2 separate regions of the Mus musculus genome follow, and region 2 is linked to region 1. Evidence: chromatin contacts called from public HiChIP or PLAC-seq data. All regions are on one chromosome and are shown on one strand. The core of a region is the stretch at or near the end of the contact, and the rest is flanking DNA. Distances in the headings are between cores, read along the strand shown. Region 1 overlaps Tnfaip2 (tumor necrosis factor, alpha-induced protein 2). Region 2 overlaps Cdc42bpb (CDC42 binding protein kinase beta).

Region 1 (3,777 bases), core at 8-2,507:
GAGAAGAGCAAACTCCTGAGGAATTACAGAGTCAACATCATGGCCAACATCAACAACTGCCTGTTCTTCTGGTGAGAGTGCTGGGCAGATTTGCCTGATGGAAAGACAGGACAGATGGGAAGTGGAGCAACTCGGGGCGGGGGGGGGGGGGGGGGAGTTAAGGGTCACGAGGCTGTGAGGAAATGACTGGGCCTGGAGCAGCCACAGCAAAGGGGTGGGGTGCTGAAGGAGTCACCAGGATGCAATTGACTTATTTATTAGTTTAGCCTTATGATAAAACCGTGAAGCAGAACACAAGCTGAGGGTGGACAGCTGGAGATTTGCCAAGGGCAGGAGGGGATGTGCCTGGGGCATCCAGGGGAAGACTCAGACTGGATCCCGAAGGGAACAGGAAACTTGCTGAGCCTCCAGAGAGCAAAGACCTAATGTAGGATGCCTAGTCCAAGGACCGGTGCAGGACACCGCAGGCTGAGCAGGCTGTCACGACCTCCTCCTCTCACTCTCCAGGACTTCCGTGGAGCAGAAATGGCAGATATCTCATGATTCTCTGAACCGCCTGCTGGAGCCTTTGAAAGACCTCAAGGCCCATGGCTTCGACACCCTGCTCCAGAGCCTATTTTTGGACCTGAAGGTATCAGGAGCCCCATTCTCCCCTGCCTTCCTCTTAAAGTCTGGCACAGGAGGGGAGGCAGGGAAGGGGGTGTGGTAGAAGCTACACACACACACACACACACACACACACACACCACTGTGCCTCAGACCTGTGAGAGGCTCAGCTAGGGAGATGCGCTGTTCCTGGGGATATACAAGTGATGCCCCCCTGAAGTGCTCTCTGGCTGACCCACCTGACATCCTCACTTTGCCTTGGCCTGGGAGGGTCCCAGGGCTGGGAGCATCTGGGGAAGACCGAGCCCCTTCCACCCCATTCCTGGCTCCTAGTTCCTGGAGCTCAGGACCTTTGATAGCCAGATTCCATCTTGAGGGTGGGATTGGGGAGGTACTCAGAAAACACAGGAGAGCGTCCCTGCTCAGCCTCAGGAGTGGAGGTGCAAAGGGCAGCCAGTGGGTAAGGAAAGTTCACACATAGGGTGACCCTGGATGCCCTGGCACAGGGTGCAGCCCAGCCAAGCACAAGGCCTTGTTTATGCAGGAATTTATTTATTTAAGAAGGAGGCAGTGGAAAAGCCCTCAGGGCTGCAGACAGGCTCATTTTGGCTCTCCTGGGCCACAGCTGGGTGACCTTGGAAGAAGGGTACACTCAGACTGCCTCTGCTTCCGATCTGAGAGCAGGGACCTGAGAGCCAGCCAGCTCCTGGAAAGCCCTTGGGACCCTGCTGGTCATGAGTGTCTATGTGAGGGTGTCTGCGCTTAGCCGCCCTTCCTTTCTGGGTGTGACCAGACATCCTGCCTCTCGCCTGTCCCAGCCGCTGTTTAAGAAGTTCACACAGACCCGTTGGGCAAATCCAGTTGAGACCCTGGAGGAAATCATCACTACTGTGAGCAGCAGCCTGCCTGAATTCTCAGAGCTGCAGGACTGTTTCCGGGAGGTGAGGACTGGGGGATTGGAGAAGTCTGGACACCCACGCTGATTAGCAGTGTTTACACCCCACACCCACATGTGTTCACACATGTGCGCAGACATGCAGACACCCGTGCTCACACTTTTGCCTCTATGGACTGGCTGGGTTTCTGCCTTGGAAGCTTCGGTTCCGGGGAGGAGATGGCCATCTCCTAGGGGTAAGTGTCAGCCGGTGGCTCACTCCCTCTGTCATCTGCTTGCCCAGGAGCTCATGGAGACTGTGCACCTGCACCTAGTGAAAGAATACATCATCAGGCTCTGCAAACGGCGCCTGGTCCTCAAGACGGCCGAGCAGCAGCAGCAGCTGGCAAGGCACATCCTGGCCAACGCGGATGCCATTCAGGGGTTCTGCACTGAGAATGTGAGCACCACCCACCCGCCCCCACGCCCCGCCCCGAGAGCCCTGAACAACCCCACAGGGACTCTTCAAGTCTGGGTATCTACTGCTCTAAGTGTCTCCTAGTGTCCCTTGGGAAAAGGGACATCATCCTTCAAACAGCCCTCTTCCTTCAGGGCTCCACTGCAACCTGGCTGCACCGCGCCCTCCCTATGATTGCTGAGATCATTCGCCTGCAAGATTCCAGTGCCATTAAGATCGAGGTGGCCACATACGCCACTTGGTACCCTGACTTCAGGTAAGCACTAGAAGCTCCGAGGAAATGGTTTGCCAGGTCCCCACCATGACCCTGAGCATGCTGGGACTAGAGTCTCCTCATGACCCCCTCAACTGTTAAGGCTCCGCAGTTGAGGTGGGGTTATGATATCTGACCTACACCAGGTGCTGACTTCATGCCAGACACTGTGCTAGGAGCTCAAGCATTCAGCACTCTCAGAGCCCATGAAGGCTGGCACTGCTCATCGTTTGCAGCTGAGGCTTAGGGAGCTGAGGGAACGTGACCAAGTTAGTATAACTTGTCGTGACAAGGGCAGGTAGCATGTTCCCCCACTCACGTGCTGAGCCTTGTGTGATAGCACTGTACAACGAGAAAAGTGAGTCCAGGATTTATCACTCAGCCTGGAGGCGACTGGGTCTTACACCCTCATGTTCCTGTTAAGGTCCTGTCTGAGGACCTGGCAAACCATGGATGGTATTCCTTCCTAGGCCAGGTCCTCTGATATGACAGTTTGAATTAGCCTTGACGCGGGTTGACCTAGCTTAGCCTAGCCCACCTGTGACTGACCCACTCCACCTGTTCACTCATCTGTCTGCATATATTGACCTACACACATGAACAAGCCCCCATCCACCTATCTACTGGTCCATCCACTAGTCTATGTGCTTACCCACTCTCCTATCATCCACATATCTGTCTACCTGTCTACCCACTTCCCTGTATAGATGTCTATCTGTCCTCTGCTTACCCATCTATCTGCTCTTCTGTTGTTCTGTCCATCCTTCCAGTTACCTATCCATCTTCTGCTCACTTACTCCCAACCTATTCATCCATCCATCTGTCCATCCATCCATCCATTTGTCCATCTGCACATCCATCTATCCATTCATCTGTCTACCTACCCACCCATCCATTCATCTGTCCATCCATCCATCCATCTGTCCATCCATCCATCCATCATCCATCCATCTGCCCTTCCATGAAATTACTCATCCATCTGTCCATCTGCACATCAACCTATTTGTCCATCATCCATCCTTTCATGCAGTTACTCATCCATTTGTTCATCCATCTGTCCATCCATCCATCCACCCTATCATCCATCCATCCATCCATCCTTTCATGCAGTTACCCATACATTTGTTCATCCATCCATCCATCCATCCATCCATCCATCCATCCATCTGTCCATCCATCCTTCCATGCAGTTACCCATTCATTCATCCATCTGTCCATCTGTCCATCCATCTGTTCATCCATCTGTCCATCTATCTATCTATCTATCTATCTATCTATCTATCTATCTATCCATCCATCCATTCATCCATCCATCCTTCCATGCAGTTACCCATCCATTCATCCATCTGTCCATCTGTCCATCCATTTGTTCATCCATCTGTCCATCCATCCATCCATCCATCCATCCTTTCATGCAGTTACCCATCCATTCATCCATCTGTCCATCTATCCGTCCATCTGTCCATCCTTGCACCCTTCCATACAGTTACCCATCCATCCTTGCACTCTCTCATCTACCCACCTGTTCACTTATCCCTCTCCTTTGATCCCACCGACAGCCCTTGA
Region 2 (3,692 bases), core at 770-3,269, 97 kb before region 1:
TCACAAAGAGGACGTGAAGCCTAAGTCTACCTCCTATGGGTTACCCACTTTCTGCCCAGCACAGCCACAAACCTGTGAGGACTGACTGTCACCATGACATCAAAGAGATTTAACTTCTCCAGTCACCATGACAAGCCATCAAAAAGAGATTTACCTTCTCCATAAGGAAGGCTCACACCACCATTCCCATTCCTCCAGACCCCACTGTACTTCTTTTTTTTTTTTAAAGATTTATTTATTTATTTATTTATTTATTTATTTATTATATGTAAGTACACTGTAGCTATCTTCAGGCGCACCAGAGGGCATCAGATCTCATTATGGGTGGTTGTGAGCCACCATGTGGTTGCTGGGATTTGAACTTAGAACCTTTGGAAGAGTAGTCGGGTGCTCTTACCCACTGAGCCATCTCACCAGCCCCCCCCCCCCCACTGTACTTCTTGCTCTGCACAGCTGGAGGTCAGACGCATTCAAGTGCTCCATGCAAGTGCTCCACACAAGTGCTCCATGCAAGAGCTCCACCTTCTCCTGTCACCCAAAGGCAATGGATCATCAATCAAGATAACTACTATGGCTAAGAAGATGGCTCAGCAGTAAGACAGGACTGCTTGCTGGGCCCCAGCTGAGGCAACAGAGACAAGCGGATTCCAGGAGCTCAACCACCAGACTGCCAACCAAGCCGAAGAGTCGGCAAGCTTCCAGTTAAATGAGGGACCCTGTCTCAGGGCAGAAAGGCAGAGGCAAAGAGCATGAAGACACCTGGTGTCCTCCTCCAGCCTACGAGTGTTCACACACGGGTATCCACACCCCCTCAAGAACATGCCACCACCACTCACACACACACACAAACACAGAGAGAAACTATTGAGAGAGATCCAAATTGTAAGAAAAACTGAAGCCCTGTGTTCCTTTAAAGGAAAACTCTGCCAGGAAGAACTAGTGGCAAAGAGCTCTCTGACTGAGAATCATGAAATGAGAAACTAATGCCTTATACCCCCCGCTCCTTTCCCAAGAGGAGAAGTAAGACTAGAACGTTGACCAGAGGGGCTAGCAGGGAAAGAGTCTGAGGAAGGAGGGCCGTGGCCAAGGCAGCTGCCGGCAGATGGCAGGCGTTTAGGCTTCCCTTTCCCACGCAGCAGCTCACAATGCCGGCCATCAGCTATCAACCCGGCCTCAGCCTCTGGACTCAAGCCTTCCTTTTTCCCCCCGAGGTGAGGTTTCTCTGTGTAGCCCTGGCTGTCTTGGAACTTGCTCTGTAGACCAGGCTGGCCTCCAACTTAAGAGATCCAACTGCCTCTGCCTCTAGAGTGCTGGTACTAAAGGCATGCGTCACCACACCCAGCTTAGGCCTAAGTCTTTTTGCAAGTCTCTCAACTCTTCGGTCTCTGTAGCTCTATGTCAGCAGCATCATGTGTGCAAATGAAGTGGTCTTCAGGATCTAGTGTAAATAGAGGGTAATCACAGAGAAACAGGGACCCTGAAGGCAACTGACGTAGCTGGGACATGGAACACACAAGACACAAGTCAACTCCACCTGAAGGAAGGCTCTGTGCTTCTCCTCACCCGTCAGGAGAACGCGTGGCTGCCTGACACACCGTGGCTCCTAGTGAGAGCACAAAGGTTAACACTCACGCTAAGGGTTCTGAAATATGTGCTCAAATTACAGAGCCACACTCACTTGTACAGGTAACTAGGTATTTGTGAAGTGACAGCGGTCTACGTCACAGGCAGGCAGTTGCAGACCCCCGTCATGAACCAGGACCTGGAGAAAAACGGACTCGACTCTTCCAACAAGTCCCAGTGGTGTCCCTAAGTGAGACTGACGGGGACCTGTGGACCCGAGGCACTCCCGGCGGGTCAGCAAACGATGCCTTTGAATTATGCTCAGCGCGCAGCTGCAGAGTGAGGAGGAAGCTTTTTAACAGTGAGTCAGAAGCCAAGCCAGCTACAAGCTTGGGCAGTGAAAGTCCACTGGGGTGGGAAGGCTGTGCTGAGTCAACACCAGCCTTCATTCCAGCAGTGTACCGTCACGCCGCCTATGCCCGGATGAAGCCGGTCACACCTACTTTCCAGGCCCACTTGGGGCTGCCCTGCTGCCCTTCACTCCCGACACGCCCTCTTTGTCAGGTGCCTTTCTCCATTCTTTTCAATGTGGTGGAAGCTGTTGTTACCATGGAAACAAGCCCGCAACCACCTCACTGTTGCACATCACGTCAGTGTCTGACCTCCTGCCTGAGGATGGTGCACGGCACTTGAATACTCCATGGGGCTGTGATCCCAGCCACATGCAGCGCTGTCCTGTGGGAGTCCTTCAGTGAAGAGAAGATCCTCTGCTGTCACGAGTAACCCTGCAATAGAGCCAGCTCCCCTGCTGCTGTGAACAAAAACATTCATTTTAAAAATTCCAGGGCTGGCACAGTCCAGAGCCTTGCCCAGCTGCACGCAGCCCTGGGTTCTGTCCCCAGTAGTGCCTCTCTCCCCAAATCATTAAAGTGAAAAGTGAGTGTACAGCAGGTGACGGAGTGAGAAATTATGGCCACTGCACTCTCTAGTTTCCAGGCCATCTCTTCCACAAGCTCTTGGATGTATCATATTTATGTACATCCTAGATTTAAGAGACAGGAAATCAGAATTAAAGAGTGAGGGCTGAGACAGGCGTGGAGGTACACACCTGTAAGCTTAAAACCTGGGAGCTGACGCAAGAGGACTGAGGCTTCAAAGCCAGTCTGGGCCACACAGTGAGTTCCAGGCCAGCCTAAACTCGGCCAAGGGACTGTCTCAAAAGGCAAACAAGTAGGTAAACAAGTAGCTAAAAGTGCTGCCAAACCTGACTGACTTCAGGTTCAATCCCTGAAACACACGGAAGGAAAAAAAAACCAACTCCCACAAGTTGTCCGCTGACCTCCACATGTGCCCTTCTTAAACACACATGCATGCATGCATGCACACATGGGGACACACACAGACAGACACACACAGAATGAATGCAAAAAAAAAAGCAACAAACCAAACCTCACCCCGGAAAGATAAGTGCCTGTTAGCAAGTGGCTGAAGAGGGTGGAGAATACTGGAATGCGGAGAGGTTAGCATGTTCTGGAAGTATCTGCTCTGTACGGACAGAGGTTGTCAAAGTGGGTTCCTCGGCAACCCCAGTCTGGTTTCTATTGCTGTGATAAACACCATGACCAAAACCACCCGAGAAGGTCACAGTCCATCACCAGGGGAAGTCAGAGCAGGAACCCAAGGCAGGAACCTGGAGGCAGGGACTGAAGCAGAGGCCATGGAGGGTGCTGCTTACTGACTTAGCTCCATGCCTCACTCGGCCTGCTTTCCTGTATAGCACAAGACCACCCGAGCAGGGTCGGCCCTATCCGGAGTGGGCTGAACCATCCCATATCAATCACTAATCAAGAAGTTGCACCCCACCGGGTGGTGGTGGCACATGCCTTTAATCCCAGCACTTGGGAGGCAGAAGCAGGTGGATTTCTAAATTCAAGGCCAGCCTGGTCTACAAAGTGAGTTCCAGGACAGCCAGAGATACACAGAGAAATCCTGTCTCAAACAAACAAACAATAAAGAAATTGCACCCCACGGCCTCGCCTACAGGCTAAGCTGATGCTGACATTTTCTCAACTGAGGTTGCTTCTTCCTAGATGACTTCAGTTGTGTCAAGCTGACAAAGCTCTCACGCC

Evidence for each region. HiChIP or PLAC-seq counts read pairs in DNA pulled down with a chosen protein or histone mark.
Region 2: a contact with region 1 is called in an HNF4G HiChIP or PLAC-seq map of pancreatic cancer cells. The contact joins two enhancer-like sites. A contact is called at or near these places in 4 of 484 Hi-C or Micro-C datasets (granulosa cells, nephron progenitors and palatal mesenchyme), 1 of 115 datasets of contacts at active chromatin or transcription factors (pancreatic cancer cells) and 2 of 9 other capture datasets (adipose tissue and pancreatic islet).

The regions. Positions count from the first base shown.
Region 1 is chr12:111,449,259-111,453,035 of GRCm38.p6, forward strand. Tnfaip2 (tumor necrosis factor, alpha-induced protein 2) reads left to right here. Exons shown (of 12, transcript NM_009396.2): 7 at 1-71; 8 at 508-631; 9 at 1,425-1,547; 10 at 1,785-1,940; 11 at 2,093-2,214. Among named protein-coding and RNA genes, the nearest start is that of Tnfaip2, 8.5 kb to the left of the region's middle. Within about 2 kb of position 1,258, at least 57 of the 459 cell types and tissues checked have an H3K27ac peak or open chromatin away from gene starts, as enhancers often do. A contact at or near this core is called in adipose tissue and pancreatic cancer cells, where this site is marked.
Region 2 is chr12:111,351,587-111,355,278 of GRCm38.p6, forward strand. All of the region lies in intron 1 of Cdc42bpb (CDC42 binding protein kinase beta), which reads right to left. Among named protein-coding and RNA genes, the nearest start is that of Cdc42bpb, 24 kb to the right of the region's middle. Within about 2 kb of position 2,020, at least 158 of the 459 cell types and tissues checked have an H3K27ac peak or open chromatin away from gene starts, as enhancers often do. A contact at or near this core is called in adipose tissue and pancreatic cancer cells, where this site is marked.